Linked DNA regions of Macaca mulatta: regions 2 and 3 are each linked to region 1. Evidence: chromatin contacts called from public Hi-C data. All regions are on one chromosome and are shown on one strand. Each heading gives the region's core, a stretch centred on a gene start, on an enhancer-like site or on the middle of the called end of the contact. The rest is flanking DNA. Distances are from core to core; before and after follow the strand shown.

Region 1 (4,743 bases), core at 638-3,137:
GAACAAGAAAAGGAGCTCTACATCTTTTTCCACATGAGAATTGCACCAAGAGGTGAAAGGCAGTAGGCTCCTTCAAAAAAAAAAAAAAAAAAAAAAAAGCTTTGTTTCTCACCTCTTGAAATCCCTTAGAAAGGTGGCACTGAGTGTTCTCCCTGGGTTCTGAGAAAAGTCAGAGGACTTCTCAGTATTAATTTTTTATACATTAATATAAGATATATTTAAACTACTCCCTTCCCATCTTATTTTTAAACCTGCCTTCCATTAATTCAAGCATATTTAAGCACAATGCAAGCTACCACAAAATACTACCTCTGAAGAAGACTCCTTAGGTTTTCGTTATTTCATGATATCTAACTTTATTTGTAAAAACCACATAAGCTTGTTTTACTGTAAAAGTCCTCTCAAGATAACTTGTCACGGGAGACTTACCAACTAAGTCTAGTCTACATTTTCATGCAGTCAGTATCCTACACTAATGTGATTAGAGAGTAAGTCTGGTTCTGCCACAGCAGAATAAAGTAGTATTCACTCAACTCAAGAAGACTCTTCCTTTGCATTATTCAACCTCCACTGAAAGGAAAGACTAGGGCTCTTGACTAAAATGCATATTTTCTCAAGTGTGAAACCTAACATTTAGCTGCACATTCGCCATGTGAACCACAAAGATAAGGAAATAATAGCATCACCTGGTGCCAAGAAACTGCTTACTGAAGGCCCAACACAGTAAGGGGCTAAGGAATCAAATATTTATGCCAACGGCTCCTTACAGTACTACGAATAAGGACGAATACGCTACTTTCATTCATTTCCGCAAAAATTTTAGCAGAACTAACGACTGTTTGACCTCTACCTTCTTCATTTTATTTTATTCTTGAGTTTTCTACTACTGAAGTATAGGAAGGTCCTGGTCTCAGAAATAGCCACACAGGGCAAAAGGGAAAAGTAAATTAAAGCCTGGTTCAGAAACGCCCCATCCTCTCTTCAATTCGAGTGTTTACATTTCAAAAGATAGCCTTAGGAACTCAGCTCACCACAGTGCTGATCTTCTTTTTCCCATCGGTAGCTCTTAACAGACACTTGTTGTCTGCGGGCTCAAAGCCCTCCACAGTACCTTTCTTTGGAATGGGTTTGGTTCGACCGTCATCTGAAGGAAAAATGCATCCTGGTGAACACGGCCGCATACGTGGCTGAGCGGCAGACAAACAGTTAAAACAGAGGAGGGGGTAAGTGATGACCTAATCCAGCCCCGCTGCTCTAGTTCTGTTAAACACCTCGTCTGCTACCACGGTCTGGCGAAACCCTGGAGAAACTATTATTTCCACGACGGAAACATGGAATAGCGAAGCACGTTAACTCCCACTCAAAGTGGCGGCGTTTGGGATCCCTGACAAAGAGCCCTGGGCTGCTTGGGACCCATTGTTACCAGAAGCAACCTAGGCGGCTCAGCGCTGGGGACTGCGCCCGCTACAATCCCCATCATTTTCCAGGCCCGAAGCCCCGAATGTGCCCAGTACAGAGTGACGGACGGTAGAGGAAGGCGGCGGTCCGCGGCAGACAGACTCCGGTGGCTCCCAGACACCGGGCACCCGGGGAGCATCGCCCGGCTCCCCTCCCGCTGCTTACACTTCTTCAAGGTGATATAGACGCTGCCCGACGTCCGGCACTTCTGGAAAAGTCTGGTCAGCTCCGTCAGGAACTGAAAAACAACAGGCCCGGCCCCGTTAGCCAGCCCCAAATCCTCGCCCCGCCGCGTCAAGGCCCTGGTCCTCCCGCAGAAGGAGGCAGAGGTCTCGACCAAAGCCTGAGCCGCCCCCGTCTCTCTGCCGGCCAGGCCTAGCCATACCTGCTCGCTCTCCAACAACACCATCGCGGCGACGCTTCGCTCCACTCCCTCCGCTGAAGCCCCTAGCAGTGAGAGCCGGAAGTTCGGCCTAGGCTGGGCGGGACTTCCGCTACTACGCTTCCATTGTCTTCCACCAATCTCTTCTCTTCCACCAATCCTGGCCGGCGCCCTGGGACGTCCGGGGGCCAGTGACCTGGAGGCGTTGGGGCTGTCCTGGGCCGTCGCTTGAGAGAGAACTTCTCACCCCAGCCAGGGTGAGGGAGTGAGAGCAAAAGAAAGTTTTGATAGCAGCGTATAGTTTATGTTCAGCTGTATGCTGGGCAGGTTACCTAACAATTCAGTGACTCAGTTTCCTTATCCATAAAGTGAGGGTAATGATAGTATCTACTTCGCAGTGTGGTCGTGAAGCGTAAATGAAACTCAGATTAAATACGTAGAACAGTGCCTGGCACATAGAGCGTGTTCCGTAGGTATCAGCTATTGTTCTTTTAATTATTGTCATCATTATAAGTTCCTGTAGATCCTTTAAATTCTCCCTAAACGCTGCCTTTTAGCTGTAGCCAGAGGGGCTGGGCCGGGCGCGGTGGCTCACGCCTGTAATCCCAGCACTTTGGGAGGCCGAGGCGGGCGGATCACGAGGTCAGGAGATTGAGACCATCCTGGCTAACACGGTGAAACCCCGTCTCTACTAAAAATACAAAAGAGCCGGGGGTGGTGGCGGGCGCCTGTAATCCCAGCTACTCCGGAGGCTGAATGGCGTGAACCCGGGAGGCGGAGCTTGCAAGCCGAGATCGCGCCGCTGCACTCCAGCCTGGGCTACAGAGCGAGCCTCCGTCTCAAAAAAAAAAAAAAAAAAAAAAAAAAGAGGGGCTGGAGCCCAGTTTTTAGTTCTACCTCTGATTAGTCAGGAGAACTGGGTTGTAAGCCCTCTCTGCCAGTAGCCAACTTGAACCCTGGGCCCTCTATAAAGTCAAGCATTCTACCACACAAGAGGTTTTCGCTGAGTGCCTCTCAGTCTGTGCCAGGCACTGTTGTAGAGGTTGGGGATGCTGCAGGATAAGACAAGCTAAGTTTCTGGTTTCCTGGAACTTGGGTTAAAAGGGGCAGGGAGGAAATAAACAATGAAGCAAACAAGTAAGTAGTACAGCTTCAGATAATGAGCTCTGTGAAGACAGCTAAGCAGGGCTGTATAATGAGTGGGAAGGGGACTGCTTTGGGCTGGGGTCAGAGGAGTTCTCGTCGAAGAGGAGAGCTTTGAATTGAAAGCTGAAAGGACCAGCCATCCAAAGATCTAGGGACACAGTGTTTCAGACACAGAGAATGGCTAGAGCAAAACCCCCAAAGGGGAAACAAGTTGCCCTGTGTCTAAGACTGACAGGTGCGGGTGGGGGTGAGGAGGGCTTGTGGAGCAAGGAGTGAAGGAGTATGGAGAGGTAGCTGGGAACCAGATTATGTAGGGCCTGTGACCATGGTAAATTTGGATTTTGTTCTAGATACAAAGAGAAGACTCTTGTTAAGGAAGTTTTCAAGAGAACACTGAAAATGGGATTTACCATTTTTTAAAGATGGCCCTGTCTGGGTTGTGAAGACTGTAGAGAGACAAGGCAGGAAATGGGGAGCCCAGTTAGGAGATTCACAAACTTAATGGCTTAAATATGTTCACTCTCTGATTTCACATTTTCTTCCAAATGGCCAGCGCCCTTTGCCCACTTCCTGCCCTAGGCTGATGACCTTGTATAGCCAACCTGTATTGGCTTTTGGTTCTCCAGGATTTGAACCTGTTTGCAGTCCCCTGTTGTGTGGGTTTTGGTGAGAGGCAATAAATAAATAATTAAATAAAAGGGTCAGAGAGTCACTCACCTGCCCTCAGCAGCGGGGCTCAAGCATTGACCTACCGTGGGTCAATCTGGTGCTCGCAACCAGGACTTCAGCTTCTGAGCTAGTGATGCCAAGGCCCGGGGCTCTTGCATGGGTGTCCAGCCATTTGAATGTGAGGACTTTTTTGGCTCATCTGTATTGGCAGATACCACCAAAATTATGCATGGGCCCTTTTTGAAAAAGTTTTTTATCTCATAGCTATCATTTGTGTTAGCGTATTTTACATATGGCCCAGGACAATTCTTACAATTCTTCTTTCAACGTGGCCCAGGGAAGCCAAACGGTTGGACGTGCACGCTAGAGGTTATTCACACGGCGCCAATCACAGAGTGCTCGTGTGTTGGTGGCCCTACAGCAGGGGTTTTCACCAGACTGTTCTAACCTTTGCTAGTCCTGAGGTGTACGAAGATGACTCCCCAATTTTTTTTTTTTTTTTTTTTTTTGAGACGGAGTCTCACTCTGTCGCCCAGGCTGGAGTGCAGTGGCCGGATCTCAGCTCACTGCAAGCTCCGCCTCCCGGGTTCACGCCATTCTCCTGCCTCAGCCTCCCGAGTAGCTGGGACTACAGGCGCCCGCCACCTCGCCCAGCTAGTTTTTTGTATTTTTTAGTAGAGACGGGGTTTCACCGTGTTAACCAGGATGGTCTCGATCTCCTGACCTCGTGATCCGCCTGTCTCGGCCTCCCAAAGTGCTGGGATTACAGGCTTGAGCCACCGCGCCCGGCCGACTCCCCAATTTTTAATTATAGCTTTTACCTCTGTATTGAGCTCCAAACTTACATATTCAGCTGTCTACTTGGTAGTTCCACTTGGATGTATAACCAGCATCTCGGATATTACATGACCAAATCAAAACTTTTTACTTCCCACATCTTTGCTATTTATTAAATGGCACCACCATCTGCCTAGTTACTAAAAAAAAAAAACACCCATGAGTCATCTCAGATTCCTTTTTCTTTTTGAGGCAGGGTCTCACTCTGTCACCCAGGCTAGAGGGCAGTGGTACAATTTCAGCTCACTGCA
Region 2 (4,743 bases), core at 635-3,134, 110 kb after region 1:
GACCTTACATGTGTACGAGCTTAATCCTGACTTTCTTAGAATTGGCAGGTGCAGTTAAAGCCTATCCCCACCCAGGCCCTATGTTGGCTGCCAAGCTACAGTCCAGCCTAAGAACTCATTTTCCAAATTAAACCACAGAGCACCTCCTGTCATACATTTTGGAGTTTTGTTTTGTTTTGTTTTGTTTTACCTACCTCCTTCTTTCTCCGTAGTGAAACAAGCAAGGGGTTTAGCCTGAATGAGTTCTACATTGTACCACAGTTTATGGGAAATCCGACTAGATTATAGGAAAGACTGAGATCAAAAGACCAAATGCTACATTTCCAAGATCGTTTGTAGGAAATAGTCAAAACTGAGAAGCCGTAGATATGAACAGGACACCCTGTTAAAAGGAAATGAAGTGCTAGGCCAGTACTGGCATAAGGTAAGAGATAAAATGAGCCAGTGAGAGAATCCCATGCACCACATCTCACATGATCCAGGAAAGCTTCCTGGATGTGGAGGACTAGGATGTAAAGAGTAACCAAAATTTCCTATGAGGAATCACCCCTTCCCCTCTCTCAGTCCCAAGGTGAAACACATGACTTGGTTCTGAACAATCAAAGCCCTGAAATCTACTATCCCCAGTGACTGTTTGGGAGGAAGGGGTTAAGCAGGGTGACTCCTAAGTCTGAATTTGAACCTGTAAGGATAAAGTCCTGAATCTGTTGCCCAATGGAGAATGACAATAAACCAACAACAAGAGTACAGGCGAGGTGGAGAGAGGCCCAGTCCACATGACTCCTGGATTAAGCTTTATCTGAAGTCTTTTATATATAAAAGACAGTAAACTCCCTTTTCTGAGTAGGCCAGTTTAAGTTGGATTTCTATTTCTTTGGAATCAAGAGTCCTGATGATTCAGAGGAAAGAATGACTTACATAACGTGAACAAAGACAGAAAGCTGGGAACTAAGAAACAGGGAGTAGTGGACAGTATCCTCAGCACCTGCCTCTGGGAACTGCTGCTTCTCCGACCATCCCCACAGTCATAAAGGAGAAATCCCCTGTACCTGTGCTTTCTTAAACGACCCTGTTCTTGCCTCAAGGTGGCTAGTGCCTGTAATCGCAGCTACTGGGGAGGCTCAGGTGGGAGGATCACTTGACCCCGGGAATTGGAGGCTGAAGTGAGCCATGATCAGGCTACTGCACTCCAGCCTGGGCGACAGAGCAAGAAGAAGACCCTGTCTCTAAAACAAAACCAACCAAACAAAAAGATCCTACTCCCCTGGTCACATCTGATCTATCACAGTTTCTTCCTCAGAAAATTGAAATTGCGACGAACAGTTTAATGTCAGTCAAGGCTCGTCTCCTGAAGGGGAAAAGAGGTGAAACCTTGGGAACCATAGCATGGCTGTGTTTACTGCTTGTGGACTGAGCAGAAGAGAAAGCAAGACAATATCATCACTTTATAGATGAGGAAAGCTGACGGTCAGAGAGATTATATAGCTTGCCTAAAGTTGCACATTTGGTATGATTTTACAGAACTAGAATCCAGCTTTTTTGAATTCAAGGGTGGGGCAGGAAACAGCTAGGTCCGTGGCCTAAGAACCCCGCACGGGTGAGATTTGGGGCAGACAGCAGGGGTAGTCACTCTAGAAGAGTCAGGCCAAGTGCAAGCACTCAGAGACATCTCCCAGCACTCAAAACAGCAAAGAAATTCTGGTGCTTTAAGTGTTCCTCGCTCAGCTCATAGACTCGCCTTCCAGCCACGACTCAAGACAGCACCTGCAGAGAATATGTTTCGCCTAAGCCTATTGTACTTCCGCGGCCATTGACTCCGGGAAACTACAATTCCCATTATGCACCGCGACTTCGCAGACTACACCGGTATAAACTACAAGCCCCAGAATGCCTTGGGCGAGAGGCTAGAGCACGGAGGAGCGAAGGGGCGTGGCCACGTCGACCGCGCGGGACCGTTAAATTTGAAACTTGGCGGCTAGGGGTGCGGGCTTGAGGTGGCTGATTTGTAAGGGAGTCGAGTGCGTGCCGTGGTCGTTTCTGTAGCTCCGAGGGCAGGTTGCGGAAGAAAGCCCAGGCGGCCTGCGGCCCGGAGGAAAGACCTGCAGCAGGACGAGGACCTGAGCCAGGAATGCAGGATGGCGGCGGTGAAGAAGGAAGGGGGTGCTCTGAGGTAGATACGGGAGAAGAGCTGCTGGGGGCTGGGCCTGAGAGGACCCGAAGGTGCCTGGTAGGTGATAGAAGGTTCCGCTCGGAGTAGTCGAGGGGGAGATCGGCACTGTCAGAACAGGCCCCGCCGGAGCCTCCTTCCTTTTGGAGTCGAATGCCAGAGGTGGAGGGGAAAAGGCAGTGGACTGAGGGCACGTGCGAATCCTGCCTCATCCAGCTTCAAAGCGAAGAAGGCTGCGGGACCCCAGCGGAACAAAGACTTTGGAAGTTGTAATGTGGTCTTGTTTGTAACTCAGCTCAGCCACCTGCTAGTTGTTTGACCTTGGGCAAATCGTATGTATGGAAAACGCTGATGTTAATGCTGCCTTACGTGGTTCTGGGGGAATTCAAAGTATTTGTTAAGTAACTGCTTCCAAATAAGCCATCAACAAAAGGCAGGTGCTATGCCAATAGCACAGAGATCTAAAAAGCCTTTAGCCAATATCATAGACATCTAAATTATGCCAATAGCGTAGAGATCTAAAAAGCCTTTCTCTGCATGTTTGCGGCTTTTCCTTGTATTAAAAAAAAAACTATATTGCAGTTCTAGGTTGGAAATGTGTATGTGTGTTCACCATGGTGCCCACAATACCTAGATAAGTGCTATGTCATGGGCTCTTTCATTCACGTAACGAGTATTTTTTTGGCTAAGCTCTGAATGCAGCAAATATACAGACACCCAAATCTCAACCCTCATGAAGCTTAAATTCTGGGTTGGATGAAGGTGGGGGAGTCAGACAATAAGGAAACTGTTAGGTGGAGATGGTGGTCAGTATTTAAAAAAATAAAGCAAGTGTGGGTAGGGAATATTGGGAGTGGAGACTGGTGCAATTTTAGCTTGAACACTGGAGCCTCACTGAGATGTCATTTTGGTCAAGATGTGAAGGAATCTCAAAAGCTAGCGGTTCTATATCTGAGGGAAGTACAAAGGCTGAGGGTGAGAGCTGGGGAAGGAAGTTGCATCTGGCATGTCCAAGGCCATTGTCACTGGAGCAGAGTTAACTAGAAGAGTAAAAGGATATTACATAAAAATGGTGAAGATGCAGACATTGTAAGGACTTAGCTTTTACTCTAGTTGTAATCAAAAGTCACTGGAAGGTTTTGAGCAAAGGAAGGACATAATCTAACTTGGGTTTAAGTGGGGTCACTTTGGCTGTAGTGTTGAATACACTAAAGGCAGCAAAGGATGTAAGCAAGGGACACTAGTTAAGAGGTTGTTGAAATAATTCAGCCTGAAATAATTCAGCTCAAAAGTGAGTTGAGCCAGGTGGAAAACAGTGGAGATGATGAGAAGTGGCTGATTTCTGTATATATTTTGAGGGTAGAACCAGTAGGATTTGCTGACTGACTGAGGGGTATGAGAAGGGCATCAAAGTTGGCACTAAGATTTTTGGCTTGGGCAACTGAAGAATGGGATTGCCATTTATTTGAGAAAAAGGAAGACTGTGGGAGGAGCAGGTCTGGGAGGAAGTGGGGGCAGTCTTAGCTCAATTTGGGATATTTAACTGAGATAATGTAATCACTATTTTTAAGAGCAAGAGAAGAAAGTTCAGATGAATTCAACAAACATTCAGGGCATAATAGTGTTATATTTTGTATTAGATCGTGGGCATACAAAAATAAATGGCATAGCCTTTACCTTTACAGGGTTCACACAATATAGAGCAGGTCCTGGTATAATGTCGTTTTGTTATTATGTTGATGAGAAAAAAAAAAATTCATTGCGGGGCTGCTGTGTATGTGAAGTTTGCATGTTTTCCACATGTCTGCATCGGTTTCCTTAGGTACTCCAGTTTCCTTCTACATCCCAAAGATGTACCTGTTAATAGGCGTGTCTAAATGATCCCAGTCTGAATGAGTGTGAATGTGAGTGCTCCCTGTGATGGAATGGTATCCTGTCTAGGGTTGGTTCCTCACTGAGTTGCTGAGATGGGCTCTGGCCACCCTCGACCCTGAACTAGAATAAGTGAGTTGGAAAATGAATGAAGGAATGAATACAAATTATTGTAAAATAAAAATCTGTAAAGGCTGGGCGCAGTGGCTCACACCTATAATCCCAGCACTTCAGGAGGCTGAGGCAACAGGATTGCTTGAGCTCAGCAGTTCAAGACCAGCCTGGGCAACATAGTAAGACGTGTCTCTATTTAAAAAGTTTATAGAAAGTGTGTATGATAATCATACAAATGCATGACAATAAACAATGCCTTATGAAAGTGCCCAGCATGCCCGCTATAATGTTACTGTTTGTTTTTGAACTTTGTGGTGGTAGGAGGTACTTCTTGAAATTTTCACTCTCAAATGTTTATTCCTTGAGTTAACCCACCAGCACTATGACTGCAGTCACTCACGGATTCACGAAAAATTGGGTAAATGATTATTTTTTGTTTTCATTAATTGTTCTTAAGTGTATGGATAGCTCACATTTATTTCAATGTTTAATATTAAAAGTGTTTCGAGTCTTTATTTAGAAGTTTGGTGATGTTTTTGTGACCAGAAATATGCCATAGGAACATAACTCTTGTTTATGTCGATCAGCCT
Region 3 (4,743 bases), core at 718-3,217, 71 kb after region 1:
CAGAAGGAAGTGAAATTCAGCCCTCTCCCTATGACCTCACTCACTGCCTATACTACTCAGGTTATTGATATGAGTTTCTTGGTGATAAAGAAGTTCCTCTTGCTCCACCTGATGGCTCTTGGAAGTCTGAGCTTGGAGCTACTCAGCATCTTAAGCTTCCAACCCAGCTCCCTACACATGCCAGGAGCCCCTTAGGGCCTCTGCAGCAGCAGCCAGAAGCAGCCACCACCTGAACAGCTACGGATAAAGGGATGAATTTCATTCTTGTCAGACTCAACTGGAGATTCCTGGGGGTTCTGTCCCCCAGTCCCTTGCCGTTGAAGAATATGCCAAATGGTCTATGGATTGGGGAAGTAGCTAAAACAATCTCAGTTCAATTCAGAATCCTGCCTTTGCCAAACGTAAGCTCTCTGTGAGGTGCTTGCTTGAGCCCTCCCTTGTCCCATCCCATCCCTGTCCCTGAGCTGTCTATGGTCCTGTCTCTGTCCTCTTCCCTGGAGAGTGAAGAGATGCCTGCTAGGATGGCAAGCAGGCACGTGGTGTTCTTTGGACAGTGTTTCCCAAGTGTGTGTGTGTGTGTGTGTGTGTGTGTGTGTGTGTGTATGGGGAGGGGGGTAGGGGGTGCACTCCAGCTTATTAACAACAGGAAACAAAATTTCCTGATGAAAGGACCAAGTGCTGTCCTGCCAGTCACCTGGCAGGGGCTCCCCTCCAGCTCTCCAGCCTCCTCTTCTCAGGCTGGCAATCCCGACCTAAGAAGGGGCCCTCAAAGCCAATCACAAGCAGGGGTCATTGTCTTGGTTTTTCCTTTGAAGCCTATCACCTTCCCCTCCCCCTCCCAGCAAAGCCCCAAAGTTCAACCCTTGCCTGGACTGGACAGTGGGGGAGGTGCAGCCAGAAGGTGTGGCTCTGCAAGCCCCGGGGACCCCTCTCAGGCTCCACAAACTGTAGGTGGCTTGCTTGTAGGTGGGCGCCTCTGGAGGGGTGCTGGGCAAGGTCAAGGGTAAACTAAGAGAGGGTGAAGAAACCCTTTCCTCCCTTTTCTCCTGAGCTTAAGAGGTGATGTCCAGAGTGGCGGCAGGAGGGCACTGAGAACAGGGCCAGGGAATGCTTTATTCCTAGCACAGGAACTCAAGCCCCGCTGCAGCCATCCCAGCCCCTAAGGGCTGGAAGAGGGATGCTGAACTTAAGACTCCTCCTCCTCTTAGGAAAAGGCAGCAGCCAGACACCCAGAGCCTCGACAGTGACTAGGCGCGCGCGCGCGCGCACACACACACACACACCCACACACACACACACACACACCCAGACCTGGGTGACTCCAGGAGAGAGTCTCAGCCTCCGAGTCGTGATGCCAGGGCTCCGCGCCAGGGTCCAGCGTGACGAGCACTCGGGGGCTTGACGCCCAGACTCGATTGGGAAGGAGGGAAAAAGCCCAGCTGTTAAGGAGAGAAGCTTTCAGACTCCGCAGGGAGGCAGGATGCCCCACAATTCCTGTTCTACCCCAAAGTCAGACCCAGAGGCTGGGCCGTTCTCGGGCGCCCAGGTCTGCTCAGCAGTGCACCTCAGGTTCCCCTGCCTACCTGGACCCAACTCCTTCGAGTCCCAAATGCTACCCCCAAGTTCCCTCTTGGAGCAGCGCACCCAGCTGTGGGTTCTGCACCCCGTTCTCTCACCCCAGGGCCCCAGTTCTTCATGGTCACCCCAGACGCCCGCAGCCCAAACCCTTCCCGGGCCCCCATGCGCAGCGCGACTCCGCTCCCCACTTCCCCAGGGAGCTGCGATCCAACTCCGCCCGGACCCCGGCCGCCACCCGGGCGCTCACCGGGCTGCGGCAGGAGGCGGGAGGCGCAGGCAGGGGCGGCGGCGATAGCGGGCGCGGGCCGGGGCGGGAGGAGGCCACTCCGCACGGTGCGGTATTGTTTCCAAAATACGCCCGCTCGGGGCATCCCGCAAACAGCTGATGAGGCCCCGCCCCCCTGCGCGTCACGCCGAGGACTGGCCAATGGCGAGTGAAGCGCCAAGTCCCGGGCTGGGCAGCTGCCAGGGACGGTCACGAATGTACGAACCTTCCCTTGGAAACATTGCAAGGGACCGAGCAAAATTCCGACCGTCGCCAGAAGCGCAGTTGGAGCGCCGTCGCCAGCGCGGATTCTGTCCCTAATACAGGCTCTGGAAGCGCCAGAGAGTCCCTGAATCCTCTATTAGGTGTCGGAGAGGGGGCGCCAAAGTAACTTTTGTCTTCTTTTTCACGGGAATGGGCAGAATAATTGCTGCGCGTCCAGAAAGGGAGGGGGGAAGGAGGCGGGGAGTTTTTTGATGAGGCTGATGCGTCCAGTGGGTGCAGGGTGCAGGGTGCGGGTCCCTGTGGGATCCCAGCTTCAGGGGAAAGCTCCCTCCCGCCTGCCGAGCAGGTCAGAAGAAAACTGCAGCCCCAAAGCTGAAGGTGTGTTTGAAACAAACACATCCAGAGGAACCCTTAGGTCCTCTTCTTGACTGGGCATAGTGGGCACTGGCAAAATAAGGACCTGGCTGAGAAGAGGAGCGCTCAAGAAGGCAGGGGCTGCTTGAGCGGTTGACACATATCTCGCATATGGCAGCGTTTAGAGATTGTGCTGGTGCTGCCAGGAGAGCAACATGTCCTGCAGACCGTGCAAGGGAATCTGTAGGCTACTTCACAGACATTTACCGAGCACCTACTCTGTGCCAGATACTGGGCTGAGTGCCAGAAACCTGGCGTCTGCCCTCAAGGAGCTTACAGTCTACTAGGAGAGGTAGCCCTGAAAATAGTGAAAAGTCATAGGAATTGTATCCGTTCCAAGGATAATGACTATTGAGGAATGCAGAAAAATTCAGAATACAAAGGCTGGAGAAGGCCTCAGGGAGACAGCTTTTAAATTGAATGGGAAATATTTTTCAATAAGGAAAACCAGATGCACGTGGCTCACGCCTGTAGTCCCAACTGGGAGGCCTAGGCAAGGCGGGTGGTTCACTTGAGCTCAGCAGTTGGAGACCAGCCTGGCCAACAGGGCGAAACCCTGTCTCTACTAAAAATACAAAAATCAGCCAGGCATGGTGGCGCATGCCTGTAATCCCAGCTACTTGGGAGGCTGAGGCAGGAGAATTGCTTGAACCCAGGAGGCGAAGGATGCAGTGGGCCGAGATAGCGCCACCGCACTCCAGCCTGGGCGACAGTGAGACTCCATCTCAAAAAAAAAAAAAAAAAGAATAGCCCAGGCCTAAGGGTAGCCAGCTGAAGTGCTGAGCTGGAGAGCTTGCCTGTGCAGGGAGCAGAGGGAGGCTTGGTGACTGGATCATTGGGTGCACACTGAGATTTAGGAACAGTGGGCATGGGCAGGTGGGTTCAGGTCAGATTACAGAGGTGTCCCTGGAATGCCAGACTGAAGAATCTGTATTTTATAAAGGGGAGGCGGCAAAGATTTTATTGGAGATGAGCGACTTGACCAAGCCTGCGTTTTAGGAAAGATAAAATGATGAGTCCAGAAAGCAGTGAGAGGGAGCCACTCCCGCAACAATCCTGACCCACCAGGGGCGGTAGGGCTCAGCTGTGCTCTGACCACTGAGCTGCTCTCTGAGTTGTAAACTCAGATTTAAGGTCAGTGGAGCTGGGACCTTCAGCCCAATAGAGCCTGAAGTCTCCTTGTACCTTTTCCCCATCCATTCTTTCCTTTGCTCCCTCACAAGGCACCTGAAAGAGAATGAACCAGCCATATTGAGGGCTGTGGTTGCTAGAATAGAAAAATGCTGTCTCCAAAGAACAGAGAAGAGGGAAAAGGGAAAGAGTGGGGAGTCAAGGTTGGCCAGTAGCGCAGTCCCCCAGAAATTGATAGATGTCCAGCAAGAGGCGCTAAGCCAAAAGGAGGTATATTATTTTACCCAGAGGCTTGGCCAAAAGTGCATATCTGAGCTGGTCAGAGGGACCTTACCCTTCTGCTACAAGTAAGGAGATGCGGAAACCAAACCCAGCCTCTGTGAAAGGTACTGGGAGCCCTCCGTGGTTTCCAATGCACCGACTTCCTTCCACTCCTTCCTTCCACCCTTCTCTTCTCATTTGCTTTCCTATCAGGTCAGTGTCTTAGGCTGGCCAGTGGTGCCCCAAGCATTCCTTAGGTTCAAGAGTGGAACTAAAGGACACAGCAGCTCTGAATCTGCCCTCTGGGACAGCACAGGCCCTGAGGGCTGGGGCCATCGTAGCTCTCCTGACCCACCTGAGATGCTAAAGCTCTGTCTGCTTCATCACAGCCCTGCATGGTAAAATTGGGTCCGTAAGGCAAAGAAGCGGAGAGAATGGGTTATTTTTGTTTGTTTTGAGACAGGGTCTTGCTCCGTTTCCCAGGATGCAGTGCGGTGGTGCAATCACAGCTTATTGCAGCCTCAATCTCCCAGGCTCAAGTGATCCTCCCACCTCAGCCTCCCAAGTAGCTGGGACTGCAGGTGTGCACCACCACAGCCAGCAACGTTTTAAAATTTTTATTTTTGTAGAGACAGGGTCTCACTATGTTGCCCGGGCTGGTCTTGAACTCCTGGCCTCCAGCACTCCTCCCACCTCGGCCTCCTAAAGTGCTGTGATTATAGGCATGAGCCACCGCACCCAGCCAAGGATGGGATATTGACATGGGATCTATGTACTCACCAGGCTCATCAGGGTCCTGAGCTTTAGGGTTTATGAACCCCTGAAACTGGTTAAACTGTGTTTGTGGGTATGCACAAACATTTTTGTGA

The links. Hi-C and Micro-C count contacts between places; a contact is called where the count stands out from the background.
Region 2: a Hi-C map of fetal cortex germinal zone shows a contact between it and region 1, with 2.9 times the contacts expected there. The contact joins the promoter of BUB1B here to the promoter of SRP14 in region 1. A contact is called at or near these places in 3 of 14 Hi-C or Micro-C datasets (CD4 T cells, fetal cortex germinal zone and fibroblasts).
Region 3: a Hi-C map of CD4 T cells shows a contact between it and region 1, with 2.5 times the contacts expected there. The contact joins the promoter of BMF here to the promoter of SRP14 in region 1. A contact is called at or near these places in 3 of 14 Hi-C or Micro-C datasets (CD4 T cells, fetal cortex germinal zone and liver).

Annotation. Positions count from the first base shown.
Region 1 is chr7:17,356,284-17,361,026 of T2T-MMU8v2.0, forward strand. It overlaps SRP14 (signal recognition particle 14), which reads right to left and starts at 1,888. Exons shown (of 5, transcript NM_001265919.1): 1 at 1,844-1,888; 2 at 1,624-1,696; 3 at 1,032-1,144. The coding sequence starts at 1,867.
Region 2 is chr7:17,467,341-17,472,083 of T2T-MMU8v2.0, forward strand. It overlaps BUB1B (BUB1 mitotic checkpoint serine/threonine kinase B), which reads left to right and starts at 1,885. Exons shown (of 23, transcript XM_028850735.2): 1 at 1,885-2,170. The coding sequence starts at 2,136.
Region 3 is chr7:17,426,953-17,431,695 of T2T-MMU8v2.0, forward strand. It overlaps BMF (Bcl2 modifying factor), which reads right to left and starts at 1,968. Exons shown (of 6, transcript XM_015141924.3): 1 at 1,826-1,968; 2 at 1,401-1,439; 3 at 1,312-1,398. The coding sequence starts at 1,949.